2 separate regions of the Triticum aestivum genome follow, and region 2 is linked to region 1. A link is a contact called in public Hi-C data. All regions are on one chromosome and are shown on one strand. The core of a region is the stretch at or near the end of the contact, and the rest is flanking DNA. Distances in the headings are between cores, read along the strand shown.

Region 1 (6,707 bases), core at 1,537-4,036:
CATAATCATGTGCAGCATTATCTATCGTGCTCTCATATCCTTTTGGAGATTCCTTCACGAAAACACATGTAACTAGTTGGAACAGTGGAAGAGCAGAGAAAATAATATAAATAGCATTTATTGGGAGATTGGACAATGCGTATCCTCCCAATAAGCTCCCAAATATCCCCCCTACAGCCATTGATGACCAAGATAATGACTGGAGATCACCAGCAAATTCTGGCCTGAAAAGAGAATAATTCAGGTTTTAAGGCATTGTATTGGAGTACTTGTTATACAAGGTGAGACAAGATGCACCATATTACTCACCCTGCTGATCGAACTGCCTCTGCAATCATTGCATCTATAACAACATCTGCCATGGCAGATCCCAAGTTCTGTACAATCAACATTAGCGTAAAAAGATTGCTTGAGCTCCTCAAATGTTCTGACAGCCCAATGATAAGCCATGGAAATAGAGAAAGACCACTAGAAATGATCAAATAGGGTACACGCTTCCTCTGCTTAATTGGAATACAGTCCGACACAATCCTGCAAGTACAATTGATATATGGGTGAGTAAGTAAAACCAGGATGTTTTTTATTGGGCGTTCAGCAACATGTCCAGTAATGCATGTACCAAGGCATATATGGAAGTTTAACAGCTGTTAGCAACACGTTGTGAACCTTTATCCACAACAGGATAAGTAACGTACTGAACATAGCCAGATGGCAATGCTGCAAGATATTGGTAGACATAGGTTGGATGAGAGATTATTTCAGAGAGAAAAGATTGGTTGTTTCTTCCTGAAACATAGATACATGGCATCTCTATACAGTGGATACTTAGATCTTTGACTTTTCCTAGCACGATACAAACTCCTCATGGTTGGACTCCTTTAATCCTAGACTTGCAGTCCTTCCTCCCGTTTCCTTGGTGCTGCAAATCCTTGTCTGACACATGACCGTCTTCTGCTACAGGCCTACGATGCACCTATGTCCTTGGCCTCCTTGCCAGCCAGCTGGCTGCAACCGAACTGCCACTGGCTTGATGCAACATACTAATGCATACAACAACACCACTGCCAAAAAGCAGCGCAACTCTGTGGACAGGAGAGTACTAGGACAACCATAGATCATGGACACTAGCTAGAATACCGATTACGAGTTTGATATTACACGGGCCTACGTACTAGTACCGCTGAATGCCTTAATTTGCAGCAACAAAGCTATTGAACCAACAGATGTGGGAAATACTTTCTGTGATGTGTTCCTTTTTGCATTTCCATGTTACTGTCATGTGCCCATGTCTACAAATGAACTGTTCTTGTTAATCAATTTTCTATAGAAATAACTTGAATACGAACTATGTTCAGATTGTTAGTAATAGGTTCTATTTACGGGTAATCTGTAATTAATCAGAAATTGAAAAAAAATGTTTAGCTCTGGTGAAATAATTACGTATCTATAGCTCTTAAAAGTCCAGTAATAAACTTGTGTTGTGGTGGACACCAATATCAAACAATAACTAAGCTTACGTCTGAAAAAAGGTGTAATTCTGAAAACTGAGATGTAACACTCATGATATAGGCCAAGGACAAGAATGGTTAGTTTGCATCAACCAAGGTTAAATTGTTGGTAAGCTTTGCTTCATATAAAGCAACGAACAAAAGGTAACATTACCCATATATAGGTTTTATGCTCCAAGGGAAAAATGCAGCAGAGACCAAAAACTGTGATGTTGAGGGTGACAGCTTCATGATGTCCTTCATTTGATATGAGACAGCTGTCCAGACAAAAGATCTGAAACCCTAAAACATTGAAGAATACATATCAGAACGTTTAAAATGTTAATGTGTTCTGATTTGTGAAGTAATCAAGAAAAACAAACAGATTTGAAGGAGGGTCTCTTTAGTTATGCTGAATCCAGACATGGAATTTGCAACTGAGACATATCATCAAAGCATGCAAATGGAACAAGTGCTAAGGATATGAATGAACAACCTTGGCCCCCTACATGACACCTTAAGGTATTTGACATGCCACCAATGCTCAGCATCCTGTGCAATTACCACATCAAGTTGTTTTAAGGCATCACATTTCCATGGGGCAGAGAATGATTTATCGCCCCCAACCGAATTTATTGAGCACACCTGAGTCTCTCTATACAGAGAGTGACTGATTTGGCAGCATATAAACACTAGACGTCGATCTCAAGCTACTCTGGCAGCACGCCCTTCACATTTGCAACAAGATAAAATCAGCGTGCTGTCTAGATTCTAGAAGAAGAAGAAAAAGTATCCTTCATCATCTTGTGTGTACGCACACACAAACCCGGAAAAAATAAAATACGAAATGGTCCTAACACACGCATACGGGTGAGCAGATCTCTCTAAAACGACGGTGCGTGTGCGGAGAAATGGGTGCGGTCACGAGGAGCGTCAGGGTGCCGGGAGAGAGGAAGAGACCTGGATGAAGTAGATCAGGCAGACGAGCCAGAGGAACGGCGCCCCGAACGCCGCTGCCATCCGCCCCGCCCACCACGGCGAGGCCGGCGCCGCCTCCGCCATGGTCACCACTCACAGGCGAAACTGATTTGTTCCTCCTGATCTGGCAAGAGAAACCTCCGCGAGATCTCAGACGTCTGGATGGATCGGAAGTGGGGGAGAGAGACGAATCGGAGTGAGGGCGGTGCGAGAGATGCGGGAATGCGCTCCCCGTATTACACATGCACGGAGACGTCGGAGGATGGATGTCCTCCGGCTTGACGGGGTTTGTGAGGGCTGACTGAGACGCCACCCGGGGCCCTGGCCGTGTCACAGCTCATCGACATGTGCCGTTTGATTGGCGCGACAGTTTCGGACAACCACTCAGACTCTGCCACGTCGGGAGCTCCAGCAAAGCTTTGCTCTACCTTCGTTGACTAGGACGGTCCGTGTAAGCTAAGATGAAATGTTTTCCTCCTTTCCTCCGTCCATTTTCTACCCCCTCCATACCAAAATATAAGACATTTTTCAAAACTGTACAAACGTTTTATATTGGGAAATCCTCTAAATCAACCGGCTGATTTTCTCTCTCGTAAACCACCGTCTCTGCACGCCACGTGCCCCTGTGATGGTCCACCAACCGCTCTCCTCCGAGCTTGTCTCGTTCCACTCGTTTCTTTCTTCCCTTTCCCCCTTTCTCTTTCTTCGTTTCGTGAGCCAGCTAGATGAGAGGATCAGGAGAGGAACCGAGAAGGGACCGCCGTCGGAGTTGAGGAATCAGGAGGGACCGCCACGACCGTTGCCTGATGTCCTCCGCGCGGTGCTGCCCCAACACCCGTTGCTTCAAGGTGACCCCCAATCCGGCTGCTTCCATGGATGGCGACGGTGGTGCAGGAGTTGGTCGCGCGCGCGCGAGCTGCTGCTAGGCGGTCGGTCGCCGGCGTACTTCTATCTGACGCAAAGACCTCAGGTGTTGTGATTTGACCGGCGCCCGCCCGTGTTATAACCGGGGCTCGGTGATGCAGCTAATCCAGGAAACTGCTGCAAGTCGTGCTGCGACAAGCCGCCGCCGACGGTTCGACGAGGGTCTCGAGCGAGGTGCTGCCATGGAGCTGCCATGGAGCGCCGCTGGGGTGTCACTGCTGCGATGGAGCTTTCTTGCCCCGTGTGTTGCTGCCATGGAGCTTCAATGAAGCATCGCCGGGACCGTCGGTGCTGCCATGGAGCTTCAATGGAGCATCGTCGGGACCATCGGTGCTGCCATGGAGCTTCAATGGAACATCGTCGGGACCGTCGGTGCTGCCATGGAGCTTCAATGGAGCATCGTCGGGACCGTCAGTGCTGCCATGGAGCTTCAATGGAGCATCGTCGGGACCGTCGGTGTTGCCATGCAGCTGCAATGGAGCATCGACGGAGCTGCAATGCAACGTGGGTGGTGCTGCCCTGTGACCAGCGGTTCTTGCCAGCGTCAGAGCTGCAATGCGATGTGGTGCCCCGACCTGCTTCATCTCATCGGCGGCAGAAGCTTCAATGCAACGGTCTATTTTATAGCTGCGGGGAAGCAGACCTGCTGTTCTTGGCTTCTTGCTGGCCGTCATTTGCTACAAGGCGACGATGATAGCTGGCCTGTGCGGCAGGCGGCAACACGAGACGGTAGGGGCGACGAAGCAATGGATTGGCTTGAGTTGCAGAGACGACTAGTCAAATCAGACGGCTGCGCAGTGCCTAATCCAACGCGGGCGAGGCGGTTTACAATTAGCTCCAATCATCCGGATGATTTCTAGCATCGGCCTTTTATATTTGAATATAGAGATAGTATAAAATTAGACATTCGTACTTGTGAAATCGTTTGCGCTAATTATCCACTAGCTTTTAAAATGTCTTTCCCCAGTCACCTGAGCTAAAATTTTGGTACACATGTAGTACAAATGAACAAATAACCTGGATGCAACAAATGATACGTCATAATTCACCCACATGAATCTACGATAAAGGGAGACAAGTGGGCATGAACAAATGTGAGGAAAACATACCTTCAGCTAAATTGTTGAACACCTTGGGGTCGTCGGGATCTAGCGGGCGAGATGTGGCACTACTGGAAAGCTAGACTACGCGAGAGGAGTTGATGGCAGCGGACGGTCAGCGTGTGATGCCGGCCTCCTTGGCAAGCAATGGAAGGGAGGAACTCTGGTAAAGAGAGGCCCACGTCAAACTCTCGTGATGCTGACATGGTGGCGGTCAAGCATACAATAGGAAGTTGGTATGAAGCTGAGGCGAAATGGGATAGGGCGGGGAAAGGGTCAACAGCAGTGAGCTATGCCAAATGGTGTCAGGTTAGGCTTTGAGGTGACAGCAAACGGCACATCGAAGGCATGCCCATCCTAAAATGTCCCCGCACAAAAAAAATCGATGGATGGAAGGAGCTCTGTATTTACAACGCGCTTCAAAAATTGTGAGGATAGAGTGCATGATAACGAATCTTCTAGAGCAATTTAACTAAAAAATCAAAAATAATTACTATTGAGTTCGGATGAATACAACGACTTTGCTAGAATTGGTCTTATAGGTACAATTATGGAGTGTGTTCAACCTTTTTGTACCATCTCCGGTCTATGTTACAACGTAATGTTTCTTTGCTAACATGAAACAAATGAGTTATAGTTATATGCAACAACATGCAAAACTAGTGACATAGACTGTTGTCGGCGTTCTGGATACGGGGGTATCCAGACTTGTCTGCCTGCAGCCCAGTGCGCGGCTCCATCGACGGCCTGGTACGGCCCAGCTCCAGCATCAACAGCTCAAGACCCTCGCGAGGGGCCAAGCCTCGCGAGGCAGACGACGCCAAGACCCCCGAGGGATCGGCCTCCTCAGGCTGGCTTCCGAGGGGCGGAGAGTTCTATGCAAGGTGCACCTCACGAGGCTCAGGTGACGTGAGCCATGACGACCAAGTCCAAGCGGGCGTCAGCGCGCGCAGAGTGCCAGTTCCTCTTTGATGCAAAGGAGGCAGGCGGTAGGTGCGGAGTCCCGAGGAATCAGCCAAAGGTTTCCATTCTGGTGCAACAAGACCAAGACCGCCAGGACGGTAGGACGGAGGTCATCACTGAGCCCACCGCAGCGTCACGATCAGAAGCTTTTCGCAGGCGAAGACCACTTTTTAGTCAGGATAGGATGTACTACTTGTCCCCCTTCAAATCTGGCCGTTGTGGGATCCCTTCCCGCCAACATTTGGAAAGAGGACCAATGCCACTATAAATAGGACTTAGCCACCAAAGAAGGAGGAGGGACGAACAGGTGAGATCCCTTCTCATCCAACCACCTCACCAGCTCTCTTGAGCTCAAGAACACCTCACCTCCTGAGGCTAGTTCATCCACTGTACTAGTTCATCCTCAGCACTTCGAGGCAATCCACCAAAATGCTGGAGTAGGGTATTACACCGCAAGGTGGCCCGAACTAGGATAAACTGTTGTGTCTCTTTGTCTCTTTGAGCTCGACGCGCTAGGCTTAGGAAGATCGCGAGTAGGCAGGCTGGGTAGGTTGAGATCTCCGCACGCACCCCAGAGTTCAAACCTGTCAAGGGTTTGCGGAACCCGAAATCTGACATTTGGCGCGCCAGGTAGGGGTGCGTCGGATCCTCTCTTCCGTCGATCGATCCATCGCTACTCCGACACTTCCATGGCTGACGAGCGTCAGGCACGCGCTGAGCGCCGGGCCGCGCTTGCCGCTTGCGTCGCTCAGACAGCTCCGGCGGGCGACGACTGTCCTCGTCGTCCCCGGTCACCGGCAACAAACGCTGCCATGGGGCCTGCTGGCCACGAGCAGCAAGCTTCATCGCTGCACCCCTCGGTGCGCCGTGACGGGCGCATCGCCACTCCGTCGCTGATCCCGACAGCTTCGTCCTCCCACGCACGTTGCGGCCCGGCGAACATGCAAGCTACTCTGCTCATGGCGCGGAATCTCCTCCGCTACCTCCCAGTCGACGACCTTTACGAGGAGTGGCTCGAGCGCATCGCCGAGCTCGTCAGTGCCGCCGGAGACTCCACTGCACCGGCCCGCTCGATGCCTCAGCAGCCGCCTGCCGCGGGCGACGTGGCTCATGGGGCACCTCCACCACCTCCAGCCCAGGGCGCCATTGTCGAACCAAGGCGTGTGGCACCACGGCGCGACCCGCCGCGCCAGGCGCTTGCGCGCGAAGAGGTGAGCTGCCAAGTGGTGCAGCGGCCTCAAGAAGATGCTCGTGT
Region 2 (6,707 bases), core at 2,795-5,294, 170 kb after region 1:
CCCGTAATCATGCAGGGATTTAATCTAACGGTGATTACCTACCGTCAGTGCATGCATCGGCTGCAATATCGTCGGCTGCGTAGCACTGCTCGATAAACTTAGCACGTGTTGTTGAGCTCGAATCAATGCCCCATACCATCGCCTTAGAAGCTTTTCATGGCAGAAAAAAAAATGTCATCGACCTTAATTTCTTAAATGATACTCCCTCTGTTTCTAAATATATAAGACATTTTAGAGATTTCAATGCAGACTACGTACGGATTCATTTTGCTTCATACATAGTGCCTATACTGGAATCACTAGAAAGACTTATATTAAGAGGGAGGCCGTTTCCAATCCACCTTTGGAAAACCATTCTTCATTGAAAGCCTGACCATGGCATCTTGGCGGATCTCCATCTCCAAGCAGAGAAACGCCAAGATCTTTGACAATATTAGCACTGGCCCTAGCTCCTGGTTTCACAACTTTAGGAAACAATGCCTTTTCTCTTACATTCAGGGTTTCCCTAGTCAAGGCTGATGCTATTCATTTGTGGCTCAGCACTCTTGTCTAGCTCACTTTAGAATGTTTCCCCCCTTTTGTACCTCCCCTCCCCTCCTCTCCCTCTGTGCTTTTGTATATAATTTGTAAAAAAAAAACAAGAATACGACGCACATTCAGAAGCCTAAACACTGAATATGATGCAACGCAACTCAGCAAGTCAGAATGGTAACTAGTACGCTGATCACGGGATGTTCAAAAACAGAGATCCATTCACAAATAGGACAATGGTCCAGTCTATAATGGTCACATAGCAAGGTAGCTGTTCGATCAAGTACAAACCCGCAGCCGCAGTCCTTGAAATTACAACCGTCTCTTTTCTTATCTATGGACGCACGCATACATCCCTTCCCTGCGGTCCACAGACAATGAAAGCAAGCTGCTTCTTCAGACGACGAGGCCCCTTCGCACCGACAACACGAGATTCCACGCTGTTGATCAGTTGATATTCATGTCCTCCGACCCAGCGCCATCTCCATCTGCGTGTTGTGCATCTAATTGTTTAGAGAGGTCATTCCGGCATATCTAAAGATTGATGCAAAACCATCAACAACATACCCTCGTTTTCTGATGAACTGTAGATAGAGCTCCTTGAACGCTGTTGCTGTTGTCGTGTGGGCTGAAATAAGAGCAGTGTACAGGGATGAGTTTATGCTGCACATTTTTATGTTGCAGGCCTTCAGAACTCAAAAGAACTGGACTTTTTTCGGCAAAAGAAAAGCTGAACTTGACAAAAACACAAGTTTGGCTGCTAAATATGACCCTGCACATGATAAGTAGTACCTGCAACTTTGGCCTAAGTGCCTCCAGTGGTCCTTTGGGTTTTGCAACACCTTGCTGTCCAGACTGCAAAGCAAAATATCCCAAAAACAGTTCATTGAAACTCAAGTACTGAACAAACGAAAAATGAACTGAAGCTACAGAAGGATAATTTAATACCTTTCCGAGAGCCCAATCAGCAGAATCAAAATAGGCCCGCTCATGATCCTACAATTATGAAGAGCAGTTTAAATGCTGAGAACTAGTGTGGTTTATGCAGATACCTGATATGGACTGTTCAGTTTTGGGATGAGATATTCGAATTAAGTACCTTTGAGATGAGCGGTGGCTTTTTAGGAATTAGTCCTCCAAACTTCTTCTTGATTACTTGTTCCTGCGCATAACAGATTGTGCTTGATGTTAACCACAAGTAATTGATCATGCCAGCTATAGAGACCAACCTTCTTTGTTGCTCAATTAACCAGAATATACAAGACTACCATTTAAATGACCATACAATCTTCAGAACTAGTCCTGAAAATAACCTGTTGCTGAGCTGATGGCATGGCATTATCTCCACTTTGGTCCATAGGTTCAGAATTTCCAACATTATCATGCCCAACAGCATTGGCGTCCTTCATCCCCGACATGGTGCTAAAAACAAGATGTTAGTATTTATCACATTATAAAGCACTAAAGTGAAAAGTTGTTTTTAAGGCATGAAATGTTTGAGCAATAGAGTTTGAGATAAACCAAAATCAGTAGCAATTATTGTCCAGTGTTGTTCACTATTTGCAGTTTGACTCTTAGAACAAAATGGCAACATTTTTAAATAGCCGGTGTATTTTGAATGGGTTTATACTTATTCTTTTGGGTTTAAAGATATAATCAAGGAACCTTAGCTAGTTTTCTACTGCTAGTTTCTGGGTTAGTTCTTAGCCTTTAACATTGTAATGGCTGTGCTAATTGTAGCTAAATATTAGTCGCTCTACTATTTTCAGCTGATGAGTACCCCCTATAGTGAGCACTTGATGTTGGCAAATCTGAACAATTCATTTCAAATCAAAGAATGTGCTTCAGTTACAGAAATCAACACATTACTTTTCTCTTGTTAGTTGTATTACTATGCTTCCTATCTGACAATAAAAAGAGAAACTATGCTTCCCACCTTCATGGTGTTAGGTATGCTAAAACTAATATACTAAAAACCGTGGCCTGCGGATTAGCCCATCCAAAAATAATAACCAGGAAGGCCATTAAGAAAGAAACACGTGTTTATCTCTTGGTCAATAGAACAGATAAACATCAATATGAGACTGGATATATGGAACTTAAACAGGTAAAACTGTTTTTTCTTAATATAAATTCACTAGCACTGTTCAAATTTCATATATGCTCCAAAATCTTTATAAGAAGGTTAAATACAACCCACTGGTCAGCACATTGACTCATTCCACAGCCCATTGGATCGACAAAAAATCAAGTACATGTAAACTCAATGTTAGCCTGTCATGACAAGCAGATACCTTGAGTATCTGTTTAATCGATAACTTGCCAGAGGATCCACACAGATTGTTCATTTTTAGCCCATCAGGTTTAATCTTTTCATTACAAAATTGGGCAAAAACAAGCTAATGCTTCAGGGGCCCTTCTAAATGGTAACACCTCGTACCGTGGTTCTAGATACAGAAATGAAGCAGCAGCTTGATACCCCGGCATCCCTAGTGGTACACAGAACAACTCTATCTACATATTGTCATCCAGAGCCGAAGTATGACAAGGCGAGGTCGGAATAGTGACTAGTTGAGTACTACTTGCGTGTTTTCTTTGCTTGCTATACAAATCTGAACACCGGGTTGTCCCTGAATGCCAGGTAAATTGACACTATCCTAGTAGACGGGAGTTCCAGCAGGTGCCTGCAATCTGTTTGACCGTATGACAACCCAAAATGCTCTCATAAAGCACACAGTCCTCCGTGACCGAAAATCTAACAGGACCTTCTGATCCCCTGTTCTTGCTCTGCTGACACACGCATGGTCTCTGCCACTTCACTTGCTTGTTTGTTCAGCTGACTGCACCAGCTGGTCGCTGAATTATCCATCTTAAACATATACAGTACATAGTAAGAAGCAGAGGTAACTATTCTCGAATTATGCCCAATTCTGAGCGTGAAGCATGTGCAGATCTCTCGTTCCCTCTGGACCGTCGGCACCACCTAACCTACATGATGAGTGGCAGTCCGGGTAATTCTCTTGCTAAATTTCTCCCGCACATCCCGGATCAGAAAACAAACCAGCCGACGAACGCTGACTAGTCAAAATTACCAGAGAAACGCCGAGAAACCGGCCGGATCTAGTGACGGCGGGATCTACCAATCTACGGAGACAGCAGGCCAACGACCCAGTCCCATCGGCAAGCTAAGTAAGCAAATTGCTCGGACTCTGAGCGGAAGATGAGGTGGAGATCACTTACAGTTACCGTCACAGAGACGGTGGCGGCGAGGGAGGCGTCGGCTCGGCTGCTCGGAGGTGGAGAAATGGGGAACCGAGGGAGGGACGACGAGCAGCAGCGACTCTCTAATGAGTGGAGGTATGTTTGTTTGTTGGCTGCTGCTGCTGCTGCTGCTGCGATCGGATCGGTCTCGAATTCTGAGATGCACGGAAGAAATAGCTCCGTGTGGGGCCCCGTTCGCCCTGGATTTCGGCCGTTGCTATCGTAGACTGCCGGGCCGGCCGTGCAAGTTGCTACTTGGCCGGTCACCGGAGAAAAGGACATTATTTTTCCTGTGGATTCTTTTTCGAATCTCCTGTAGATTTTTTTTCTTTCCTTATTACTACTTCTCCGCCGAAAATACCATTTTCCCCCAAATGATAAGCGTCACACATATGACACAAAGCACTCCAGTCTACGTTTTTTTACAACTAAAGTTGTCATCCGAAAAATAAACCTCCAAAAAACTGAAAATTGCCATCTGAAAACAAAGTTGTCATACTTGACAACTAAAGTTACCATCCCCGCTTCATCAAATATGTCGTAGAAAACATTCGGAGTTGCCATGTGTTCACTAATAGGAAACGGACAATCAGTCCCGGTTTTAAAGGGCCTTTAGCTCCGGTTCGGCAACCGGGACAAATTAATCGGGACTAAAGCCCCTGACTTTTAGTCCCGGTCGTGTTACAAACCGGGACTAAAGGTGCTCCACGTGGCCGCTGTGGGGCGCCGAGGCAGGAGGACCTTTAGTCCCGGTTCATGACACCAACCGGGACTAAAAGGCAGCCACACGTCAGCACCTGCCAAGTGCTGGGCTTTTTTTATAAGGAGGGGCTATGAGTTTTGTAGGGTTTAGGGGTTTCATATTGTGTTCCCCTTTTTTTGTGTGTTTACCCTTTAATTCTTTTACATTTAGGGTTTCATTTTTATTTTATGTTTTCCATTCAACTCGACGCTAACTACTACATATAGCAATGAAGGAACCATTAATTACACAACATCGTCATGAACATATATAGAGAGAAGTGACATCTCTTTTTCCGTGCTTGGTCGAACAACAAGTTTTCGTATATCTATTCGACGCTACTATATACAGTACATGATCATGCATATATACAACATAACATCTCTTACGATCCCTAACATCATCTACCAAAATCGCATTGCAATTCCCGATGGTATTCTCTGTCTATAGGTATGACGTGCTCAATAAAGAATCCCGCCAATTCCTCTTGAATTCCTCGTATGCGATGTGTGTGTGTGAATATTGTTTACGTACTTCTAATTGTTGTGAAGATATGCCCCGCTCAGAGGTCGAGTGGCGAATGAACTCGCAAACGTAGTATCCACATAAATTATTCCCGGGTGCCTGCTACAAGCACTTTACGAGAATAAAGTTCAATCAAAATGATAATCAAGCATGATAATGATATTGAAACTACAATCAATGAGAGATGCGCGGAACAAGCTAGTACTACTTACTTTAGGGTGTTGAAGTCGCAGCTCCTTTTTCCATTCACCACTAACCTTGCTAGTGAACTTTTTCCAAACCCTGCCCGGCAAAGAAAATGATTACTTGATATCAGGAAATGAACGTAAGTTGCCGATATAGTGCGATAATGATTGAACTTACTTCTGGAGCATTTCACTCATGTCCGCCCGCTCCTTAGGCTCTTTACGTCTCGTGTCCAAGACAATTACTAGTCCCGCATCAAGCTGAATGGCTAGCAGAATAAAGTGGAATCTGCGCACGCATAACTCATCAATTACACTTAACCTCGAGTGAGCGAAACAAAATATGCTCAAGACAGTAACACTCACGAGAAGTTGTAAGGAAAAAGCATCTCCCTTCTGTTTTATTGTCGAAGTAACGCATTTAGCAAGTTTTCTCAGTATCGTCGGGGTTCTTTTGTACCGTATATTTATTTACGGTATTTGGGCTAATGAACCCAATGTCATAGATTTGTCCTCTTTTGCATTTGAGGATCTTCAATCTGCATAATATAGTGAGGATAATTATACATGCAATGAACGAGCTGAGTTAGAGACTTAATTACAGAAATAATACTTACAGACAATAGCAACTGATGATAGTTTTGTCGAGGGCGCCTTGATTGTATAACTGAAATAATTCTTCAAATTCAATGTACAACGCCTCGACTCCATTGAAGTAGTGCTCATCTTTAATTCCCCCCAAGATACTGTCGGTCCCATCCTTGTAGGTTTTCAAGTACTAGTCATGAAATTTTCGCATTATCGTTGATAGATGCGGGAGCTGCTCAGGTTTGATGAGAGGCTTCCCGTGCTCGTATCTAAAGGCTACCTCAGCCATTTCGAACTGTATATCATCACCGAAGTAATCGCCAAGAGTGATACCAACACCATCGGCCGCTACCCCTAGATCATTGGCGATATCGGTAAACATCTTGAGCGGGGGGCACAATTGCTTTTCCTGTTCGCCGAGCTGGGGAATTGTTTTCCCACTTCTTGCACCACTGCTACTTCCCGATCGCTTCAAATGTATTTACAACACAGCGGCCATAGTGTGATAGCGGCGGAGGCCATGGTGGTCGCGTAAGGGCATCCAGACAGTGCTTCACTTTTACCGAATCTATTTTCTCCTTTGGATCTGGACGTTTTGGTGCAAGATGGCGTTTCACATCGGCAGCGACAATGTCGTTGTTTTCCTCGCCAGTCATGTCATAGGGCAACTTGGCATGAGCCTTCTTGACGCTTTGAACTGCTCTGGATTTCTTCCCTGTTGTACTACTAGCCGCGGGAACGGTAGTGGTTCTCTTCCACCGGTGCTGAGGCGGCGGAGGATGCGGAGTCAGCTGACGTGGTGGAGGAGACGGAGTCCACTAAGGTGGTGGAGATAGCTGAGGCGATGGAGGATTCTGCTGAGGGGCCTCCTCCGC

Evidence for each region. A called contact is a pair of places that touch in the nucleus more often than the background predicts.
Region 2: a Hi-C map of leaf shows a contact between it and region 1, with 5 times the contacts expected there. The contact joins the promoter of LOC123069503 here to the promoter of LOC123069500 in region 1. A contact is called at or near these places in 2 of 5 Hi-C or Micro-C datasets (both in leaf).

Annotation. Positions count from the first base shown.
Region 1 is chr3B:235,806,710-235,813,416 of IWGSC CS RefSeq v2.1, forward strand. LOC123069500 (probable folate-biopterin transporter 4) reads right to left here and starts at 2,787. Exons shown (of 7, transcript XM_044492376.1): 1 at 2,448-2,787; 2 at 1,663-1,790; 3 at 310-531; 4 at 1-224. The coding sequence starts at 2,549.
Region 2 is chr3B:235,973,261-235,979,967 of IWGSC CS RefSeq v2.1, forward strand. LOC123069503 reads right to left here and starts at 4,045. Exons shown (of 6, transcript XM_044492378.1): 1 at 3,772-4,045; 2 at 1,845-1,953; 3 at 1,631-1,693; 4 at 1,324-1,527; 5 at 1,099-1,159; 6 at 733-1,019. The coding sequence starts at 1,949. The coding sequence ends at 979.